3 separate regions of the Mus musculus genome follow, and regions 2 and 3 are each linked to region 1. Evidence: chromatin contacts called from public promoter capture Hi-C data. All regions are on one chromosome and are shown on one strand. Each heading gives the region's core, a stretch centred on a gene start, on an enhancer-like site or on the middle of the called end of the contact. The rest is flanking DNA. Distances are from core to core; before and after follow the strand shown.

Evidence for each region. Promoter capture Hi-C pulls out the DNA fragments that hold promoters and counts their contacts.
Region 2: a promoter capture Hi-C map of liver shows a contact between it and region 1, with 4 times the contacts expected there. The contact joins the promoter of Rasgrp3 here to the promoter of Lbh in region 1. A contact is called at or near these places in 2 of 39 promoter capture datasets (both in liver).
Region 3: a contact with region 1 is called in a promoter capture Hi-C map of pre-B cells, with 5 times the contacts expected there. The contact joins the promoter of Tgif1 here to the promoter of Lbh in region 1. A contact is called at or near these places in 1 of 39 promoter capture datasets (pre-B cells), 2 of 484 Hi-C or Micro-C datasets (B cells and regulatory T cells) and 2 of 115 datasets of contacts at active chromatin or transcription factors (regulatory T cell precursor and thymic regulatory T cells).

What each region holds. Positions count from the first base shown.
Region 1 is chr17:72,916,325-72,920,209 of GRCm38.p6, forward strand. Lbh (limb-bud and heart) reads left to right here and starts at 1,981. Exons shown (of 3, transcript NM_029999.4): 1 at 1,981-2,254. The coding sequence starts at 2,229. It overlaps Gm30375 (predicted gene, 30375), which reads right to left and starts at 1,831. Exons shown (of 2, transcript NR_168598.1): 1 at 24-1,831.
Region 2 is chr17:75,434,075-75,437,959 of GRCm38.p6, forward strand. Rasgrp3 (RAS, guanyl releasing protein 3) reads left to right here and starts at 1,831. Exons shown (of 17, transcript NM_001166493.1): 1 at 1,831-2,094.
Region 3 is chr17:70,848,964-70,852,848 of GRCm38.p6, forward strand. Tgif1 (TGFB-induced factor homeobox 1) reads right to left here and starts at 2,247. Exons shown (of 3, transcript NM_009372.3): 1 at 1,909-2,247. The coding sequence starts at 1,924.

The DNA.
Region 1 (3,885 bases), core at 731-3,230:
ACACTCTCCCAAAAAGTACTCACCCGACACTAACTCGGTGTCCTCCAATGTAGGCCATTTTCCACGAGGCCAGGTTGTTATTCTAGAGGGAGACTTTTCTTCACATCCTCTTCCCCAAAAGGGCTGATTGATTTCCGTGGTGTGAGGAGGTGGTGAGAGGGTTTGATAGGTAATAATCACAAATATGTAACATGCATGTGTCTGTGACAGGTCACGATGGTACCATCCATTGCCTTTCATCTCAGGTCTTGTGAGGGATTGTATGGGCAAACATGGGAGAAGGTTTTCTTCTGCTAACCCAAGGGTCTGCCTCAGGGCCCACCCTCAGAGGGTTTCCAGGAAAGCTCGGTCTAGAATCTAGATCTCTAGACTTTGGCTTCTCTTTGGCTCCCCAGGTGACAATATGCCACATGTCAGCCAATGGCACTGAGATACTTTCCCATTCTATTAAAAGGCTCAGGCTGCCCCTCCATTAATAACACACCACGGACCATCTTCCCTTGGCCCCTGTTCATAAAGCCCCACCCTCCGCCAGACCCCTGTCACCTGGTCAGAAGCAGAAGCGAATAGTCCTGAAGAGCACAAACAGCGCTTCATTTGTCTCAAGGGGGTAAGGACAGCCTCCTGCGTTTTTCTGATTACAGGGCTTATGAAATACGGCTCTTTTAGGACGCTCCAGTTTTTACTCAGGATGTATATAGGTACGCATAGTTGGGAAAGCAGTTATTGCAAAGTTGCTCTTAGAAAGAGTAGATGCTGAAAATTATGAGGTCCTCTTTCTCAACATCCGCGTGGCCCCTGCTACTGAAAACTCGTCTCTTGATGCCAGCAGCTTTTTGCTGGATATAACCAGTACGCTTTTCTTTCAGGGTGCAGACTTATTTTAAATCACATTTAATTGTGTTTAGTTTTCGACCACGGCTCTCCCTTTCCCCAGTCCCTTTATGCACATAGGTCAAGGTTAGGAAGCTGTTTTACAAGAGTAATTGAAACAGAGGCCACAGCGGGGCAGCGCTGGGTACTGAGTCAGACTCCGTTCTTCCTGGCTGTAGGGGCTGCACAGCAGTTTAGTCTCCAAGATAGACACCGGAACTGCAATTCCTGGGCTATGAAGGAGTCAGTCTCTCAACTCTGTGTTTTCTATCAGATGGGCTCTGGGAGCTAAGGCTAGCCGGGTGTACTTGTATTCCGCTCGTTCTCCTCACCCTCTACTCCCAATGCAAACCGTATATGCTACTCTGTGTGTGTGTGTGTGTGTGTGTGTGTGCACACGCAAGCGCGCTCGCGCAACGGAAAAACCCTAGTAAGACACCACATCCTTTCTCCCACAAACAGAACCCTCCATGGACTCCAGGACCGCAGACTTTTAGAAAGCCAACAATGCCCCCTCCGGCATGGGTGCCTCCAGCCCCGCAGCTGTGCAGCCTTCTTTCCCATCTTTTCCTTTTTCCCCCGGCCCCGCCACGATCGGGATGCCACAGGCGATAATGTCCAAGAGAGGCCTACTTTGCATGGATGACCAGTGAAGGGTCCTGAGATGTGGAAGTCACAGAGAACCCGACAGCGGGCGCTCGGATGGAAGAATGGCGCCCTCCCCCGGCGATCTGTCTCTTCCCGCGTGGGCCCCCATTCCTTCCTCACGCCCACCCATCCCCGTAGCCCTTAGAGTCCCTGTGTTCAGAGAGGGGGCTGCGGACGCTGCGGATTTATGGTCAGGAAGCTGCGTTGACATTGAACTCCAGCTCGGGAACACGCGTGTGTGTCAACGGTGGGGAGGGGGGCGGGCTCGTAGCTGCTGGGAGCCAGCTCAGGCAGGGTGCAGAGCCCGGCTGGTCCCCGCCGCCGCCCGCGGGAGCTATGAGCGCTGAAGCCATTCATGATTTTGGTGACGTTATTCTAAGAGTGGGCGAGGAGAGGCGGGGCCGCTCGCCGACAAGCCCCGCCCCTCCCTTATAAATGCTGCTTCCCGGGCTCTTTGTGGGACCCGGAGATCGGTGGAGAGCGGAGAGCTTGGTCTGCACTGCCTACGCCGTTGGCAGCGAGGCTGTCTCCGGAAGGCGGACCGGCGCTAGCCCAGTACCCGCTCTCGGCTGCCCGCTGCTCTCCTCTGCGCCCCTGCCAATCTCATTCAGGACTCAGTGACTGGTTTTTTTTTGTTTGTTTGTTTGTTTTGTTTTGTTTTGTTTTTCTTAATCACAAGGGCGTGGGTCAGCCTCCCCTAGGACTTCATGTCTGTATATTTCCCCATTCACTGGTGAGTATCCTGCGCCTTTGGCGGCCGCCAGTTTAACCCGGGTGGCTGCGCAGCCCGGCAGCCTCCTAGTGCCGGCTCCGGGTACGAGGCCGGAGAGTGGCACGGACACCCAGTGCGGGTTAACCCGCCAGCCTCAGCCCCTGCAGGAGTCGACGTCAAGGTTGCAAAGCTGGAGGTTGGGGGAGGCGGTGCTGAGAGCATCCAGACAAAGGAAGTGAACTCGGAACCTTCACTTAAGTGGCGGCCAGAGGGCGTGGATATGGTGGCGTTGGGTGGGGAGAACCTGGGGTCCCACCTGAAGCCCCCTAAGGAAACCCTGTCCGCTGAGGGCCACAGGAGATGAGTCCTGCTTGGTGCAGGGGGCTCCGGTTTCCCGGGCCCCTCCCCTTCTCCTTTTTGTTTGCACGCAAGTCTCGGCGTCGAGGATGGCTGCAGAGGGGCCGAGCTGGTGCAGCCGCTGGGTTTGCAGAGCTTCTGGGGGAGGGAGGATGCTGGGGAGACGCTCTCCGCACAAACAAGCCACAAGCATCAGGGTGCAAACTACACCCTCACAACCCCTGCCCTCTCCGTTGTCCCTTAAATCCAACGCGCCTTTGTGGAGGGCCGGGGCTAGGAAGGAGCAAGCTCTCCCAGTGCCAGATTGGAAGAAGCCGGCCACTGCTGAGTCGGGGGCTGCAGAGATTTGCCTGCAGCCGGGGAAGATCGGGTGTGGAGGATCAGAGCCGAGAAGGATGGGGGACAGGCCCCTAGCTGCTGGGACGTGCGCGCCAGCTGCTTCTTCCTTCCTGCTGTGGTGTAGAGGAGGGGCGCTACAGGGAGGCGAGCACCCGTGGTCCTGGAGCGCGCTCGCAGGTGCCAGCCTTGGAGAGCCAGACCCGGGTCCAATGCAAGGTCTGAACCCGGGGAGAGCGGCGCTATTCTGCTTAGCCCAGGAACTCTGAAAGTTCGTGTTTCTCAGTTTAACTTTTTGGGCCCGCGCCACAGTTCCAAAAAGGAACAGACGCCGCTACAGGAGACGACGACCCTGGTCTTAACCCTGTAATGCTATTGACTCTCTTCTTTCAGGGATTGGAGGCAGCTTTTCCAGACTAGGGAGGAAATTGTTAAAGTCTAGCTTCTAACCCTAAACTTGCCCCCATGACAGTCACCCTTTCTTAGTCTCTCCTCCCCCTCCCAGTTTAACTGTGATTAGAGGGGCCAATGACTTTCAAAACAAAGTAAAAATCCCCTACACCTGAAGCTTGTGTACCCCCTCATGTGCAGACAAGTCAGTTGCCATATGGGTGAGGCTTTGAAGAGTGGTGGAGGCCTTGTGCTCCACCCCCAACCCCCCACCCCGCTCAAAATGTAGTAAGGTCGAGATGTTAGAAGCCCATGGGGACATTGGCCCCCCCACTCACCCATTAAGGTTTATGATTATTTTGTTAATTGGTACTTCCTACAACGTTTGCAACATTTTCCCCTTCGGACATAACCGTGAGATTATGCCTTATTAGCAATCATTTGCATCTTGGATATAAACAGGGCTCCCCGCAGCTCAGAGAGGTTCTATGATCTGTTAAAAATCACACAGTGGTGAGGGCAGCTTTTTCAGATCCCGGAGAAGATTATATATATATATATATATATAT
Region 2 (3,885 bases), core at 581-3,080, 2.5 Mb after region 1:
TGCTGAATAAAAATTTGAAGCATGACATATGCAGCTATAATCAATTAAGAGCTACAGTGTGTGTGTGTGTGTGTGTGTGTGTGTGTATGTGTGTGTGCTTGAAACTAAATTGTTTTCCCATCCCTAACTTACTCCCCAATCTGCAGAATAAACTAGATCTCATTACCTTGTTGGAGTATGTGGAGTGAACTTGAGGGTGAGGACTGCCCACAGAAGAATGCAGTCCAGAGTTGGAGAGCTGGCCCAGTGGTTAAGAGCTCATCTGGCTCTTGCAGGGGACCTGGATTTAGTTCCTAGCACCCATGTCAGACATCTCACAACAGCTAATAACGCTAGTTCCATTGGATTTGACATCTCTAGTATCCAGTGGCATTAGAACTCATGGGTGTGCCCCCCACACACACGTAATTAGAAGTAAAACAAATCTTTAAAAAATAATACAGACCAGTTTATACTTCTACTTACTATTACACAAATGGTTGTTTCTCTACATATCAGTATCAGAAGTTAGCAAAAGTTTTAGCTGCTCGTCTGTTATGTGGGAAAAAATGCTATTATTTTGGGGTTTGCTTGCATTGTCAATAATATGAGGGAATTTGGATTGCAAGAATGCAGAAAAGCTATGTCTGTTTTTCCCATTCATATTAGATTCAGAAGGTATATTCCTTTTTTCTTTTCTTTCTTTCTTTCTTTCTTTTTCTTTCTTTTTTTTGGTATTTTGACTCAAGAAATTCTCTACTTTTTCTCTTAAAGACTTTTATAATTCCTCTGCATGTGTGTGTGAACACACACACACACACACACACACACACACACACACACTGGAGGGGTCACTTTGTAGAGGCCAGAGGAGGGTGTTGGCACTCTCAGAATTGGAGTTACAGGCATTTGTGGGATGCTGGGCTTATTCTATGGGTACTGGAAAACACTTTCTAGCCCCTAGGGTTGCTAGCAAGTGCTTGTAACCTGCTGAGTCAGCTTTCCAGCCTCAACATATTTTTAAATGAAAGGAGAGAATGAGTCTGACATGGTGCTCACTTTGTAATCCTAGTATTTGAGCGGTGAGGCAAGAGGATCACGAGTTTGAGCCTAGCTTGGGCTGTGTAGTAAGGCATCGTCTAAACTGTCTGAGGAAAGGAAAGGAAGGGAAGGGAAGGGAAAGGAAAGGAAAGGAAAGGAAAGGAAAGGAAAGGAAAGGAAAGGAAAGGAAAGGAAAGGAAAGGAAAGAAAAAAATAAGACAGAAAGCAAAAGAACAGAACAGAACCAGGTCTTCCTCCTGGTATTCAGGCACCCCCCCCCCACTCCCACAAATTTGTCTTTCAGGAAATGAAGGATGCAGTGTGAATCTGCTCGTGGTAGTTTACACAGAAAATGCTATTATTTCTGAATTCAAGCTTCGCTGGTGGGAAGTGACAACTTCTAGTCAAGTAGAGACTGAGGGACCAGTTAAGTCACAACTCAATGGCTCACACTAAAGTTGAATTATTTAGGTTAAATTTTCTTCAGTGTGTTTACCAGTGCAGACTTGGAAGGAACACACACACACACTCATACATGCATATGTGTGCACATGCACACGTGCGCACACACACATGCACACTGTACACACACACACACACACACACCTAACACACACACCTCTGACTGCCTTTTGAAATCAAATACATTTCCTGCCTCCTCTTTCCTCGGTACTCACAGCAGCAGCTTATTTATAGCACAGGAAAGGGGAAAAAAACAGCGCTCCACTGGAGGCCGGAAAACTAAGTAGGGAAAGAATAGGAGGAAGTGGGCCTGCCATTTAGCCAAACAGCCTTTACTTCATTGAGCTCAAAGCCTAGCCCCTTCAAGGTAGTGGTTTGTTGGGCACGAATAGGCTTGCAAATCTCTTTCTTTCTTTCTTCTTCTTTTTATTATTTTGCTTTTCCTCTTCACTTATGAATTGGACTTGAGCAATGGAGGGGACAACAGCTCTTTCAGGGGGAGCCCAGCCATCTTGAGGGGTTCAGGCACCTTGAAGAGACTTTCAAGAACCTGGTGAAAGGAGGATCCACACCTCTTGTGAACTTCCACTGACTACATGACTGCGGATTCGGGTATGTGTCCCTTTTAAGTTTGCGTCTTGCTATTTCTCACGTTTCCTTGGCTTTGCTTATTGGGCACAGGCAATATTTGTGATCTGAGGGCAGGTCCTACTATAACTGTAACACGAGCTTTGCTTGTGTCTCTGAAGAGTAGCCAGCCGTCAGAGTCAGCAATGGCATCCTGAGCTTCTGGTAGCAAGTGTGTATTTTACGGAAGTTGTTTTCTTGTGGTGACTTCCTTAAATCTCAGCATCATCTATAATCTCCCTGACGGTCATTTTTGAAAACATCTGCCTGACACTATTTGTGCTTTGTGTCAGGCTGGTCAGTAATCTGTCGGTCACTTCTTTGAGGAATACTGGTTTAGAATATACTTAATAACCATGTCTTTAAACACAACCAAACCATTGCTGAAGTTATTTTGCTGAAATTTAAGTTTTGTGTACAGCTGTGAAGATGAAAATTCATCTGGTACAAAGTTTCCTTTCTTAATCAATCATTCTTAAACAATGATGAACTTCTAAAACATAAAGGCAACATCCAAGCCCTGAGCTTTTCCAGAGACAGGAATTATTCATAGCAATTATTTACATCTGAGTTTTTTTCCAAAACCTTTCTGCTGTATAAATTTTGAGGGTCTTGAAAAAATATCCTTGTGCTTAGAAATGGAAAGGTGGGAGGGAAATTAAATAAACCTAAAAGAGTTGATGATGCTCACAAAAACTTGGAAGGCTTCTGGGGACATGCCGAGGGACATCCCTTGGCATTACGTGAATGCTTTTGTTTAAATGATGAGCCTGTGTGCTTCCAGGGCAGATAACCTCCACCTTTGCGTGGTAATGACGCTTGATTGATGTCAGCACAGTGACTGACCAAGAAGTAGGCTCTGCCAGTTGTTGAGAAGGAAACAGGTTGCTTTTCTTTCTGCCTCTCCTTGCATGAGATTTGTGTGTTTAGAGTTTGCAGCAAGAAGATAGCAAAGTTAAAAAAGCAGAACTGTGAGCCCACCAGAACTGGTGCGGAGCCCGGGGCTTCCTTCTAAGTCATGGTGGCTCTCTTTGGCCCTTTTCTCTGCTGAAAGAATTTAAGTGGGTATTTTGTTGTTGTTGTTGTTGTGCTGTTTTATATTGTTTTTCTGACTAGAAATTTGTAAGTCATTCCATGGAAATAGGTTCACAGAGATATTTTTTTAAAAACACAGGAAAAGCATGACTGTTTTGTTTGTACTGTTTTGAAACGCTTTGAAGAGACAAAGGGAAACACAGTGACTCGAGATTTCCGTGAGAGAGCTAAGCAAATCACTCTCCACGTTGGTTTCCCATGGCAGCACGGTATTTCCAAAGTCAGTTCTGAACCCAAGTTGTTCTATTGAGCTACCACACACATGGCTCTGGGGATGGCGACCTCGCTCTCAATAACCCTGATTCTGCTATCGGTTGAACCTGTCCCTCCCAAAATTGTTAAACGTCTTTGCCAGCTGAGCAGACGCTTTGATTAAAGCTCTTCCTTCCTATGCAAAGGAAGATTGAAGCTTCAATCCTCAGCGCTCACAGGAATGCTTGGTGGGCTAGCCAGCCAGGTTTGCAAGTCCTTGGATATCTTAGAGGAAGACTCCCTTGACAATCTCACATCTCTCTGTGTGTGAACACCTATGCACACATGCACACCATGAATGTGTGAAAAAGAAAAAGACATTTTTGCAGTGAAGACATTTACCTTATAAGCATTATGGTTTACTGCGAATCCTTTTTAAACAGTAGATAAAAATGATGAGTTCGAGGGTTTATTTTAGGAATATATGTT
Region 3 (3,885 bases), core at 997-3,496, 2.1 Mb before region 1:
TTGCAGCCGAGGGAGGGGCAAGAGGAGAGAGCAAGCAGCTTTTGTTCTTCAGCCCCAACTGAAGCCCGCCTGCTAACTGTACAAGTTAGCAACGGAGCTGGCCCCTGGTCCCTAAGGAAGTAAAGAAATGGGGCGGTGCGGTTCATATCCTCAAGGGTCTGCCCCCTTCCCAGACCCAGTGCCGAGGAAGCCTAAAAAAGGGAAAAGGAGCCAGGACAACCTTAGCAGTCTCAGCTCTCCCAATGAGAAACTCGAAATCGGTCTCAGCAAAGTTTCCTCTCCAACACGTCACCGTTCATCGTTTCCATGAGTCGGGGGGATTGACTTGGGGAACCCACGCTCTTTGGGCTGGGGACCTCGCATCTGGGGAAGGGGACACCCAAGAGGGTGGAGCCTGAATGGGAAGCTAGTCGTCAGCCTTCCTCCCCACCCACGGAAACCCAGTTTTGCATTCCCGCACCCCGGAGCCACACAAAACCAAACTACCCTCATTGAGGTGCTATTGGAGCGGAATGCCTCCCACGGGGGTCTAGATCTGTCAGCCACGTCAAGGGGTGACAGAGGTCTTGAGAAGATCCCTAAGTTTTCCCCAGAGCTCAGTTAAACTGTCCCCCAACTCAGAGCGCCCACACTCTGACTGTCCCAGGGTGGAAAGGAGCAAGGAGGCCTACTTAACCAAGTACCCGGGGTCTTCATGAGTTCCGTATGTTTCGGGGTCTCTCACAGAATAACATCCACCCAACTCTCTAAGGTAGGAAGCGCGGAGAAACCCCGTGAGGAAGCGTGTTTGGCGGCAGCTGCTATAACCGTGTTCCGTTGGAACTGCAGTCGCGGTCTAGGTCTGAAAGAATGTGGAGTAACAAACTCGAGGAAGCTCCCGGGCATGCGCACCAGCGCCCCCTTCCCCCCGCCCGCTTCTCCAAGCGATTAACTTCTGTTTTGAACCACTCCACATAAATCACAACAAAAAAAGCCAACTCCAGTCCACGACTGGAACACTCGAGGGACCTCCCAGTCAGGGACTCCAAAGTTAGCTTCAAAAGGGACTTCACAGTCTTTGACCTTTTGGGTTTTTTTTTTCCCCCCTTCCTCCCCAGTGTGTTTTGTTTTTAAACCAGACTGACGGCAAGTTTTAGTTGTAAAGCTTTGGTGGAAACAATGACAGCCTCGCTTTTTGCACTTACAACCAAGCCTGCTTGTCACACTTGGACAGTTTTCGACTGCATGGTACTTGTGTTCTAACAGCACACGCGGTCCTAAATTCATCGTGGGAAAACTTTCAGAAACTAGTAAAAATTTTAAAGTCCATCTTTCCAAAGCTATGCTCGCCCTAGGGCGATATGTGTGGGGGTCCCGGATCACATTCCTTTGATAGTGAAAAACACATCTCTTTAAAAAAAAAAAAAAAAAAAACATTGCCAGGATCCGGCGAGGAGTGAGAGAACACCCGGAACTACAAACTTTTAGACAAAAGGTAAGGCGACTGGAATTCGCCAAGGACCCCCCACAGGGAAAAGCGAGGTGCCAGGGTCTCCTAGAACATCAACCGCAAAGCCCTGCCCCAGAAACGGCACTAGAAACCACGCGGCGCCTGGGCCGAGCATGGGGTGTCAGGAAGACAATGAAACTTGGAGGCGTACAAACAAGGCGCTGAGCGTGGTTCTTGACAACGTGCCAACAGCGTGGCGCGGCTCAGCCTCCCCACAACAGCCCCTCGGGTTGTGTCTAGAAGGAAAAGAACACCAACTGCCATCAGAGACACAGCCTCAACAAAGAGAACAGCCACCAATCCAGCCGGGGAGCCACTGGTCCGAAAAGTCCCATCAAGTCAGTGTTCTCCCGATCCGGCGCGGCCCGCACATGTCCCGCACTGGTGCCCCGGGCGCTCACAGCCCGCCGCCACCTTACCCTTCTTGCTTTTCATTCTGGAACTCGAGTCCCAGTGAGAGGTGAAGCTGGGGTTTCTAGGAGCCAGCAGCCGTGGAGTGGCGGGAGGGTAGTCGATGATCCTCCTCCTATACTAGTGCTCCGGTAACTTACAAGAGAGTGTTCCAACCACTATTGCTAAACAAGGTGCTCCGGTCTCAGGCGCTGGCTTCTGGGTTGGAATTCAAGTGACACTTGGGCTTCCTCCAGTCGGGATCTTCTGGCAGCCAGCCGGGGGTTCTCCCTGGCCCAATTCCCTCCCTCCCTACTCAGCTCCTTTGTTTCCCGCTCCACTCGGCGCACCTCGGCGCTGTCAGAGTGAGAGAGCAGAGGGAAGGTACAGGAGGTCCTGCCTCCGCCCCCAACCGCCCGCCCCGTCCCCCGCCCGCCCCGCCGCGCTCCTCTGCCCCTCCCCCGCACCTTCCAGCTCCACAACCCTGGGCCTGGGGGCCGAGATCACCCGTCCCTCTACGCGCTGGCGGAACCCAGAAGCAGGGTCATGCCTGCCTGCCCGTGGCGAGAGCACCATCTCCATCCCTCAGCTCTCAGCGGCCACACTGGTTTCTCTTTTGGGGCCTTTCCTCCCCGGGCTAGCGAAGAGTGCATTTAGTTTGTAAAGGATGGAGAGAGGTTTAAGGACATCTCCTCTGTCCACCCCAGAGAAGAAAAGACACCCCCATCCTTGTTTTTGACAGCTGCCCCAAACTTCACTGTCTCTGCTCCAGCCGCCGGAGGCAGCAGCTTCTGATTCAAGGGGTGGGGCACCGAAGGAAAAGTATTCCAGACAAGAATCAACTTCTTCCAGAAGGCGCAGCTGCCATTGACACGCGGGCGCGGCACAGCGCACCCTCCTCCTCGTGGACTCTTCTGCCAACAGCGACAGTGGGGGTGGGGGGAGGCAGACATAGTCACCGTGGGCAAATGTCTATTCCCCCGGGCTAAAGCTCTGAGTTCCGGATTGGATTGCAAGGCAGTTTCGAAATCTAACACGTTGCGAATAGACACTTGTCATGCTCACATGCTCTTTAAACGTCTGGGCTAGGGGGACGGCCAGAGCGCGCGTGTGCCCCACTGCGACTCCCCCACCCCCACGCGCCTTTTTAAAAAGATGGGGGACTACGCCGGGACTGCTCATCTGTTTCAGTAAACAGTGTCTACTTTGTGTGCTAATATCCCACCAGAGGACACCCTTCAGTATTTCAAACAGAAACTAGCCATTAAATAAACACTCATTCCTATTGGTTTATTTTGCTTGAGAGGGGAGCTCCAAAGAGTTGAACGAAGAATCGAGAATCGTCCCCTCCCCAAATACAAGCCAGATGCTGTTATGGCTGACTTCGAGACGCGCACGCCCGCACTTCTGGGTCTAGTTTTCACCTATGCCCGGTTGTTTAAAAAAAAAAAAAAAAAAAAAAAAAAAAAAAGCAAAGAAAAGCAACTGTCACATGTCACAGAAGACTTTCCCCATAGAGGGGGGGAAAAACCCCAAACGTAAATAAGCTGAGCAGCGACGTCACCGCCGGTGTCTGTCTCCAGTTTCGGCTTTGTGGCTGTTCTGGTTTTGTGACCTCGGTGGAGATCCGGCAGGAGGAGACAGACCCGTAAAAACAAGGTTAAAGCCGAGCCACAGTAAGGCGGCCACAGGATGACCCGCTAGACTTTGGAACCTGTTTATGATTATGTTGGAAATTAAAGCAAGCCTCCGCCGCGCCCCCTCCGAGGAGCGCGTTAAAACCCCGAGTCAAAAAAGAAGCTTGGGTGGTTTTTCCAAAATGAACCAACTGGAGGAAGAGTCACAGTAAGCAGGCAGGAACCTTAAAATGACCCTCCCCCTTCCCTAAATCCTGTGGTTTGCAGAGTGCTCCCTAAGTGAGCACACGCGGGCATCAGCGCAGGAGGCGGTTGCACGACAGTGTCCAGGGAGAACCCAACGGCTGGCAAGCCCCCTCTGCAAACCGC